2 separate regions of the Mus musculus genome follow, and region 2 is linked to region 1. A link is a contact called in public HiChIP or PLAC-seq data. All regions are on one chromosome and are shown on one strand. Each heading gives the region's core, a stretch centred on a gene start, on an enhancer-like site or on the middle of the called end of the contact. The rest is flanking DNA. Distances are from core to core; before and after follow the strand shown. Region 1 overlaps Limk2 (LIM motif-containing protein kinase 2). Region 2 overlaps Morc2a (microrchidia 2A).

Region 1 (5,190 bases), core at 1,127-3,626:
GGAGGTGGAAGAGGAGGAGGAGGAGGAGGGAAATATAAATAAACAGACCAAAACTGACAGGCTGGGCTATAAAGCATGAGGCACCAAGGACACTTGTGACACAGGCAGATGTGGGATGGTGATGTCTGTCATTCTGGAAGTCTGGTTAAAGTGGGTGAGGAGCCAGTTTAAGGGAGACCATTGCAAGTCCCAATTGAGTCTAATGTATCTAGAAGATATCTGAATGACATACTAAAGTGGGCCATGGCAGTGTTTGCCTGTGAGTTCCAGCTGCTTAGGAGGCTGAGGCACAATGATTACTTGAAAACAATCTGGGCAATACTGTGAGACTCCATTTGAAAATATAAGAACGACAAAAGGGATGTGTTAGGTAGTTGGCAGGACATGCTGGGTTAGAGCTCAGAGGGGCGCTGGGGCAGGAGGCCCTCACTTCAGGGTCTGTGTGTCGTGGACAGCAGGAATCAGAGTGTTCAGGGAGAGGAGTGCACCACAGGGCCTCACCACAGGCCTGGGAGAAAAAGAAACCTGCAATGACCAAAGAGGCTGGAGGGAAACAAGAGCGTGTGTGGATGTCATAGAAGCCAAGAAGCCAAAAGTGACAAAGCCGGACGTGATGGTTTAGGCCGACAATCCTGGCACAGGAAGCTGAAGATTGTGGATGAGGTTGTGAGGAACTTTGCATGTACAACCGATTTTAACCTGCAGAGCTCTCCTTGGTGGGGATTAGCCCCTGTGATGGTTTGTATATTCTTGGACCAGGGAGTGGCACTATTTGAAGGTGTGGCCTTGTTGGAATAGGTGTGACCTGGTTAGAATGGGTGTGTCACTGTGGGTGTGGGCATAAGATCCTCACCCTAGTTGCCTGGAAGTCAGTCTTCCACTAGCAGCCTTTGAATGAAGACATAGAACTCTCAGCTCCTCCTGTGCCATGCCTGCCTGGATGCTGCCATGCTCCCACCTTGATGATACTGGGCTGAACCTCTGAACCTGTAAGCCAGCCCCAATTAAATGTTGTTTTTTTATAAGACTTGCCTTGGTCATAGTGTCTGTTCACAGCAGTAAAACCCTAACTAAGACAGCCCTTTGCATAAAGCAGGAAGCTGTGATTTAAGTCCCTTCAGCTGGACTCCAACAGTTGTCCAGGAACACTAATTCACTTTTCTGTGCCAATACCATAACCATATCCTCTATCCTCCACTACCACCACGACCACTGCCACCACTAACTAAGTAGCCCGCAACCTAAATGCCCAGGCTCAGAACTATTGCAGAGTTTTCAATTTCGTGGAATATGAACATAATCTTATAGGCTTATAGTTCATTTATGCTTCATGCTACCCTGCTACATTCAGCCTAAAGGTAACCTTATGCAATATTTTTGGTGTAGCCATCATATGAGGTTGTGTGCATGAGGCTCATGCTAGCACTCAGAGGCAGGCGAGTTAGATTCTGGATTGGAGACACACAGCCACTTGTACCCACACACTTGTACCCACATGGCCCACTTGGGAGGCCACGCAGGATGAAGGCTAGAGGAGCCTGTGAACAGACTGATCAACCAGGCTGTCCTCTCTGCTACATCATTAAGAGCACGTATCACAGGAGCCAGAATGAATGGAGGTCAGACTGCAGTGCAGAGTCAGGGATGTTGGGTTCTGCTGTCCCTGGCTTTCTGGGTCAGTTATGGAACTGGGCTAGAACGTTACCTCTGCATCCCCAGTAGGGCCTAATCTCAGCGCCTTCACCAGCAGAGGACTCATGGAGTCAAGCAGTGACACTGGATATGAGAAGCAAGCACTGTGCCTCTGCACTATACCCACTGTGGAATTTTCAGAGTGCTTTTTTATTATTTTTATTTTTGGAAATGGGTCTCACTACATATACCTGACTGGACTGGATATGTAGATCACGCTGGCTTCTGCCCCCTGAATGCCAGGATTAAAGGCATGTGCCACCCCCACGATCTCTTCATTCAGTCATCCTTAGTTACCTAGAAAGTTCGAGGTATGCTGCGTCTGGTGTTGCGTACCTTTAATCTCAGCACTCTAGTGGCAGAGGAAGACCAATCTGTGAGCTCAAAGATAGCTGCCCCGCCCCCTCCCTCCACCTCTTCCCTTCTGCCTGCCTAAAGTCTACAAGCAAAGCAAAGTGCAAGGTTAAAGCACACTGAGGTCACATGCTGCCACATCCCAGAGTTTCCAACGGGAAGAGGTGTCTGTCCTTCCTCTCTGTCAGGCAGGCCCCAGTCAGCATTCAACAGCCAGCTTCAGTGGCTCGCCTGTTTGTGGTTTCCTCAGAGATAAACTGGATAAACAATCTTTTTCCTGAGACATCACAGGCAGTTCAGGCCTGGGCCAGCACCAGCAGTGACCAGCAGAGGGCAGAGTGGCTCCACAGCCTGCCAGCAGGAACCTAAGGCATGGAGTTGACAGCGCTCTTGCACTGGGGATGGCAAGAAGACTTCAAGGTTATCTGACACTAGCAAGTGCATGGCTCACGTTGCAGAAGCAGAAATGGGGTTAAATGACACGCCCATAATACAGGACAGCATGCCAAGACTCACAACCACAGGAGCCTGGGTTCAGATTTAGCTGGCTCTGCAATGTTAGTAGGTAACTCTCACTTCTCTAGCTTTATTGTTATTTACATCTGTGTGTCTGTTTATTTTGAAGCAGGGTCTCTCGCTTGGCAGCCATAAATCCATGATCCCACTGCCTTGGTGCTCAGACTACAGGCAGAAGCACCATACCTGGCTTGGTTCTGGCATGTGCTTTTGAGACAAGGTCTTACTGTATAGCCTAGGCTGGCCTCAGGTTCACATCACCCTGATGCAGCCTCTCAAAGTGTTAAATTACAGGTGCCTATGAAAAATCCTGGATGCTTATTTTGAAGTAGGTAAAACAAGTAACTCATTTACTGAGTTATCTTCAAGAGTAAATAAGCGACTGCTTGTAAAACAGTAAGGACCGTATCTGGCATGTTTGTAGTTCCCAGAACTGTAACTAGGATACCACACCTAGATGGGAACAATTAATATGGCTTGGCACTTCCGAGGTACCCGTTGCCAGTAGATTGTTATCCTACAGCTTCTGATTCTCTGTTTGCTGCACCCTGCTGGACTCACAAATGGAGCAGACACAGTGTGCGCCTGATGGGACCATCTTCCACTGGCATTTGCCTTACCCCAGAGGACAGACACTGACAAAGGCTTCTTATAAGATACAGCTCAGTCTGTGCTTATCACCCTGAGAAAGGAGGCCAGACAGTCACCAGTGCCCTAGAGGTGGTAGGTTCCCTTTGTTAAGGGAGCTAGGGGCCAGATCCCACAATAGCAGTTCCCTTCAGGGCTGTGGAAGACTGACAGGCAGTTTCTCCTTCTTCTAGGACCCCCGCTTAAAAGGCTAAACTTCCCCATAAAAGGCAACCACTAGCTGGAAAGAGCACTGACTGCTCTTCCAGAGGTCCTGAGTTCAATTCCCAGCACCCACATGGTGGCTTATAACCATCTGCAATGGGATCCAATGCCCTCTTCTGGTGTGTCTGAAGACTGCATACACACACACACACACACACACACACACACACACACACATATATATATAAAATAAGTAAATCTTTAAAAAAGGAGGAGGAGAAGGAGGGGAAGAGGAGAAAGAGGAGGAGGGGGAGGAGGAGGAAGCAGAAGTAGCAGCCACTGGGAAACAAGAAGTCAGGTTGTGGTGATACATCCTGACAACCAGCTACTCCAGAGGCTTACACAGCAGGGTCTCAAACTTGAGATTAGCCTGAGAAGCGCATAGCTTGGACAACTTGGTCTCAAGATAGAATTCTATAAGGACCAGAGTCTCAGCTCAGTGGTAGAACAAACACCTTGCCCAGTATGTGAGGCCCTGGGTCCAATCCCCAACAATGTAAACAACAAAATCCTCGAGAGGCTAGATGAGGTTAGGATATGCACATCTGTAGTCCCAAAGCTAAGGATACTGGAAGGATTCTGAGGCTAGCCTGAGTTACACTGCAAAACTCTACCTCAAAATTTTAAAAGGACTAGAGTGTAGCTCAGTTGGCAGAATGCTTGCATTCTATGCAGCAAAACTCTTGCTCAATCAGCACAGCATAAGCTAGGCCTGGTGGCACACACCTATAGTCCCAGCACTCATGTAAGGGGAGGCAAAGAGGATCAGAAAAGTTCAGGCTCGTCCTCAGCTACATGCACAAGTTCAAAGCCAGCTGGGATATGAGAAGGTATTAAAAAGAAGGGAAGAGGGCTGGAGAGATGGCTCAGTGAGTAAGAGCACTGATTGCTCTTCCAGAGGTCCTGAGTTCAATTCCCAGCAACCAAATGGTGGCTCACAACCACCTGTAATGGGATCTGATGCCCTCTTCTGGTGTGTCTGAAGACAGCTACAGTGTACTCACATACGTTAAATAAATAAATCTTATATTAAAAATAAAAAAAAAAAAAGAAGAAGGGGAGGGAAAAAAAAGAAGGGGAGGGAAGGGGAACAAGACAGACAGATGGGACAGTAGGGCCACCATTCACAGTTCCACAGGCTAACTTCAGCTGTGTTGAACATGTGCTCTGTCTGATTCCACTCTTGACCCCAGGAGGGGCCTAGGCCAGGAGCTTCAGAGAACAGCTCCAGATTTAGATTCAATTTAGATGAAAAGAAAAGCAGGCCAAAGCCAGGCAGTGGTGTCGCACGCCTTTAGTTCTAGCACTTGGGAAGCAGAGGCAGTCAGATCTCTGAATTCGAGGCCAGCCTGGTCTACAAAGTGAGTCTAGGACAGCCAGGGCTTGTTACACTGAGAAACTCTGTCTTGAAAGAAAAAAGAAAAAAGAAAAAAAGGAAAAAAGGAAAGAGAGAAAGAAAGGAAGGAAGGAAGGAAGGAAGGAAGGAAGGAAGGAAGGAAGGAAGGGAAAAAAAAGAAATTAAAAAAAACAAAAAAACAAAAACAAAGAATAAAAAAAAGATGAAAGAAAGAAAAAGAGAGAGAGAGAGAGAAAGGGAGAAAAGAAAGGGAAAGCAGGCCAGAGGCACACAGTTTAAACGGGACCTGTGGGAAGGAGAGGAAAGAGAGCAAGGGCTGGTCAGCCATGTATCTGGCAGGTCAGAAGAACCCTGGCCCACCTGCCCAACGCCCTGAGCTACTTCCAGGAGGCCTGTGAGCTGGACTTGACCCAACAGGC
Region 2 (5,190 bases), core at 1,377-3,876, 300 kb after region 1:
CTCTTCAGGTATGTGACTGTGGGCAAGTGAGCACAGCCAGCCTGTGTCAGCAGTCTGTCCAGGACAGGAGTCTTCGGTGGCTTTCCTGTCCCTTCCATTCCCCATATGTTCTCACCAAGGTTTTTCAACCCTGAGTTCTTAGTTCAAATGCTTCCAGTATACCTTATTAATTAGATAACAAACCATTTTGCTTATATTTTCAAAAATTATATACTCAATGTATTTAGAACATATAAGCATTCCAGAAAATAAATATCCTATCATAAAAGAAATCTCACCATTGATTCAGTAGTTTTATAACTTTTCATCCCTCCTCTTCTCCCCCCCTCCCTCCCTCCTCCTCCCCCCCCCCCACCATCTCCACCCACCAAGAACAGGAATTAACCTAGAGCTTTGTATGTGTTAGGCAGACACTACCACTGAGTTAGTTACATCCCTGACCCTTTTCTTGCTTTTTATTGTATTTTTTCTTGGTACAGTGTCTCACTGAGATCAATTTAAGTCCAGAGAACTTAAGTTTCTCTGGAGTAGCTAGGATCACCAGAAGTAGCTCTTTCCAATTTTGCATAAATTACGTACACATAAACATTTCTATAATTTTTAGTAGTCATAGGAAAGCATTTGTATTTAATATATACATATGCTATTTTTTGTACATAATAATTTCTTGATAATTTGTAAGATTGGAAAAGAATTTGCAAAATATTAAGGCTTTTTAAAAGATTTCTCTCAAGCCAAGTATGATGGCGTACTCATTTAATCCCAGTACTTGGGAGGCAGGCAGATCTTTGAGTTTGAGGACAGCCAGGGCTACACAGAAAAACCGTCTTGAGAAAACAAATAAACAAACAACCAAACAAGGAAAATCTTAAGCTGCCTTGCAGAAGATGCATTATTTTGTATTATTTTACACTTTTTAACCAGTGTTTAGAAAAGTAAGCAAAAATTAATTCTAATATTTGTTTTTGGTTTTTCAAGACAGGGTTTCTCTGTGTAATAGCCTTGACTGTCTAGGAACTTTGTAGACTAGGCTGGCCTCTAACTCACAGAGAGTTACCTGTCTCTGCTTCCTAAATGCTGGGATTAAAGGCCTGTATCACCACATGGCTAATTTTTATTTTTAAGGTTGATCAAATTTTCATGTGTACTTAATATTTTCAGTGTTTCATGATTTCAGTTTTTTTATTATTTTAAAATCATGTGTGTGTGCTCATGTGCACATGCATAAGGAATTGGAGTGCAGGTACTTGTTTATTCCAGAAGGCATCAGATCCTTGTTCCGAGTGATGGGACCTGAACTCTGGTGGTGCCCTACAAGACTAATCTACACTCTTAACCATGAGCCATCTCTACAGCCCCCAATTTTATATTTGTTACAAAAGCATTTTTATTTCTTCTCTGTCTGTACAGTGCTCTATACTTACAAACTGGAAATGTCTTAAGTGTGTTGATCCCATCCAGTTTTCTGGCCTTATGACAACTTTTCTTTACCAGAACTTTCCCACCTTTTTGGTCTCTTTTTTTTTTTTTTTTTTTAGAAAATTTAATGACTTTCCCCAGTGTCTCAGTTGATGAATCAGTCAATCACATAGGTACCCTTTTTGTGTCTGTGTATTGCCTTTCTAGTGATAATAAAAAGCTTTCAGAAATAGAACTGATCACTGTCCCAGGCACATAGTGAGGATCCAAAGAGATAGTTTATTATACCAAGATATACAATTTCATTGTTATATTTGTTTTTGCAGAAAACCACGCCCATCCGCTCACAAGCTGACCTGAAGAAATTGCCCTTAGAAGTGACTACAAGACCTATTGAAGTAAAGCCCAGGAACATAAGGGAGGCGGGTCTCTTCTGGTGTCTAAGCTCGGTTCAGTGTTCTGTCTGTGGGCTCTTTTTAGGAACCTGTACGGAGACCTCAGCGTCCTCGGTCACCTCCTTTACCTGCGGTGATCAAGAATGCTCCTAGCAGACCCCCTTCTATTCAGACTCCCAGACCAAGTACCCAGCTCCGAAAGACGTCTGTTATCAGCCTTCCAAAACCACCCACTACAGCAGCCCGAGGAGAAACTAGTACTTCTAGGCTACTCCAGCCAACTGAGGCACCTCGAAAGCCTGCAAACCCTCCCATCAAGACTGTACCCCGACCCACCCCTCCTGTGCACACACCCCCACTATCTTTAATCCCCAGTTCCAAGAGCCTTCGGGAGGTCCCTGCTCAAAAAGCCATCAAAACTCCAGTGGTCAAGAAGCCAGAGCCACCTGTCAAACAGTCCGTGGTGAGATGCTTTCCCTCCTCCATGCTCCAGCTTATTAGCAGTGCTGTAGGAAAAAAGGTTATACCAGGGAATCCAGGATCACTGAATCTTTTCTAAAGCTTCTCTGATGCCCTGAAGAAAAAGTCTCCATAGCTGAAGAGACTTGCTCAGAACTAACACACATAGCAAGTTTTTTTATCTAGGGAGCTTTTCATTTTCACTCAGCACAGCCAACCTTGGTCTGCTGCAAACTTGAGTTGGCTTCTCATGGTGTGGGCATAGTTTGTTAACTTGATGACATATAGCTTTGGTATGTTATGGTAGTAGTCATTGTGTGTCAAGGAGGTCTCAGCTGGCTGGCAGGCAGGTTAAGCAGGGAAGAAACTGAGAAACCTGGGCCAGTTGTGGTCAGACCAGGAGGTTGCATATGTATGTACTGAGTAATTCCAAGTGGGAATTGACATAGCTCCTCTGAGTAGTTCCTTTAAGCTACATAAAGTCTTCCTGCATCTTGGGAAGTGAACATGGTCAGTTCATGCTTCTACTCTTCTGCTCTAGGCAACCTCAGGTCGGAAGCGGAGTCTTGCAGTCTCAGATGAGGAAGAGGCTGAAGAAGAAGCTGAGAAGAGGAGAGAGAGATGCAAGCGGGGCAAACTTGCTGTGAAGGAGGAAAAGAAGGAAGCAAATGAGGTGGTTAGTCGCATGAAGTTCCCAGGGATTGCCTCCCTGGGGCCGGGGCCGGGGCCATTAAAGAAGCTTCTAATAGACTGTTTTCCTTGCAGCTCTCAGACAGTGCTGGGGAAGATCACCCAGCTGAACTCAGGAAGGCTCAGAAAGGCAAGTCTGGGGAGACCCCTGTCATGCTGTGCTGGAGATGGAAATAGAACCTTTCCCTGTCAACAGCTTCCTCCTGAAAGTCAGCAGCTTCCTGGCTTGGGCTCTCTCCCATAGTTGGTCCAGCTGTCCCTTCACAGTCTTTGTTTGTTTGTTTGATTTGTAGTCCTAGAGGGTTTTGAGCAGATATTTATATTGTTCAGTTTGGCCTTGAACTTATAATCCTCTGGATCAGTGTCCAAGTGCTGGGATTAAAGGCATGTGTCACCATGCCTGGCTTGCTTTTATATTTTTATGTTTTTGTTCTTTTTAATACTAACTCTTTGGTGTTTGCCCTTGGCAAGTCATTCATCCTGTGCCTTGGCCCCATGCCAGATGGAAGAGGCAGCATTGCTAGGCCTAGGTGGATACCTAGGGATCCACCTGTGCACTGCCTTTTACAGATACAGCCTGGCTGAGGTGAGGGCACTAATACAGTTCTCATCTGATTCTCAGATAAAGGACTTCATGTAGAGGTCCGTGTGAACCGTGAGTGGTACACAGGCCGAGTCACAGCTGTGGAGGTGGGCAAGAATGCGGTTCGATGGAAAGTGAAGTTTGACTATGTGCCCACAGATACAACACCAAGAGACCGCTGGTAATGCCCTCTTCTGGGAGAACAGAATAGCAGAAGTCAGCTAGGGCAAAGAGAGGAGGTACCCCCGTGTTCCCTCCTAGCAGCCTATTAGGATCCTAGGACAGATACTATAAGCTCTGTGTCCCCCGTAGGGTGGAGAAAGGCAGTGAAGATGTACGATTGATGAAGCCACCTTCCCCAGAGCATCAGAGCCCTGACACACAGCAAGAAGGTGGAGAGGAGGAGGAGGCTATGGTGGCCCGGCAGGCTGTGGCCTTGCCTGAGCCTTCCACCTCTGATGGTCTTCCCATTGAGCCTGATACCACTGCCACCAGTCCCAGCCATGAGACTATTGATCTCCTGGTCCAGATTCTTCGGTTTGTGTTTCTTTATCCTTTTCCTTAAGGCTGACACTAATTCTTTACTCTTCCCATGCTATTCTGAGTTCCAACCCCTCTCTTCCTGCTTAGAAATTGCTTGCGGTATTTCTTACCTCCAAGTTTCCCCATCTCCAAGAAGGAGCTGAGTGTTATGAATTCAGAAGAACTAATATCTTTTCCTCTGGTGAGTCTGACCCAATTTTTGCTTTTTACACCTAAGTGCCTGTACATGCTTATTATCGCTGTCTCATCAACTTCCCTTCTCTCTGAGAGACGATCTGAGTCGATAGGACTGATGTTCAAAAAGGACAGACAGCTTGAGACTCCTTTACAAGTGCACCCCTCCCCTCCCCACTTCTTTCTCAGACCTGTCCTAGGTAACATTGATGAGATTAGACTCTCTCTACCTAAAAACATGAGACTTGGAGAGAGGTAAAGAGAGATTAACGGCATGTAGAGATGAGCATGAGAGCCCGGGTAGCTCAGTGGACTTTCTGTATCCACCATCTTAAAGTTTGCTAGAGGTGGAGTTGCTGCTTCTGGGTAGCTGGCCATAAGGCTGAGAGAAATGTTGCTGAGAGGCAGTGCCCAGAGAGTCTTGGCAGCTTGGGTAGAGAAGGAAAACCCTTATCTAAAAACCTAACCAAACAATCAAACAACTCCACTAGGGCTTCAAGTGCAGGGGACTCTGAAGTGGGGCAGGAGGCTTTTGTGAGCACAATAGGCTGGAAAGGGTTGGGGAAAATGATACATCTTGAACCTCATTTTTATGTAGGAAATGGAGCTGAAGGAATTGTTGATCTGAACTATGCTGAGGGCCAGATAGTAAATAACAGGTTTGTAGGCTGTCTAGTATCTGCTAACTACGAAGTTCTGTAATTACAGCATGAAAGTAGCCAGAGGCAGTCTATCAAGCAATAGCTTTATTTACAGAAACATGCAATAAGCTGATTGTGTCTGCTGACCTTGCTGTTACAGGGGCACAAGACCCACCACATTCTTGTTACACAGTAAGCCCAGCCTAGGCTTTGGCTTTTACTCTTGTTTAGACCAGGCTTTCCAGAGGTTCTAGGAGAAGACCTCTTCTTACAGTTTGATTTGTTA

Evidence for each region. HiChIP or PLAC-seq counts read pairs in DNA pulled down with a chosen protein or histone mark.
Region 2: a FOXA1 HiChIP or PLAC-seq map of pancreatic cancer cells shows a contact between it and region 1. The contact joins two enhancer-like sites. A contact is called at or near these places in 3 of 115 datasets of contacts at active chromatin or transcription factors (astrocytes, embryonic stem cells and pancreatic cancer cells) and 2 of 9 other capture datasets (adipose tissue and embryonic stem cells).

The regions. Positions count from the first base shown.
Region 1 is chr11:3,384,880-3,390,069 of GRCm38.p6, forward strand. The region is part of intron 2 of Limk2 (LIM motif-containing protein kinase 2); the gene reads right to left. Among named protein-coding and RNA genes, the nearest start is that of Gm51879, 13 kb to the right of the region's middle. Within about 2 kb of position 2,377, at least 81 of the 459 cell types and tissues checked have an H3K27ac peak or open chromatin away from gene starts, as enhancers often do. A contact at or near this core is called in pancreatic cancer cells, where this site is marked.
Region 2 is chr11:3,681,800-3,686,989 of GRCm38.p6, forward strand. It overlaps Morc2a (microrchidia 2A), which reads left to right. Exons shown (of 27, transcript NM_001159288.2): 18 at 1-8; 19 at 1,746-1,817; 20 at 1,900-2,277; 21 at 2,815-2,946; 22 at 3,039-3,093; 23 at 3,586-3,727; 24 at 3,859-4,083; 25 at 4,177-4,270. Among named protein-coding and RNA genes, the nearest start is that of Morc2a, 35 kb to the left of the region's middle. Within about 2 kb of position 2,627, at least 20 of the 459 cell types and tissues checked have an H3K27ac peak or open chromatin away from gene starts, as enhancers often do. A contact at or near this core is called in pancreatic cancer cells, where this site is marked.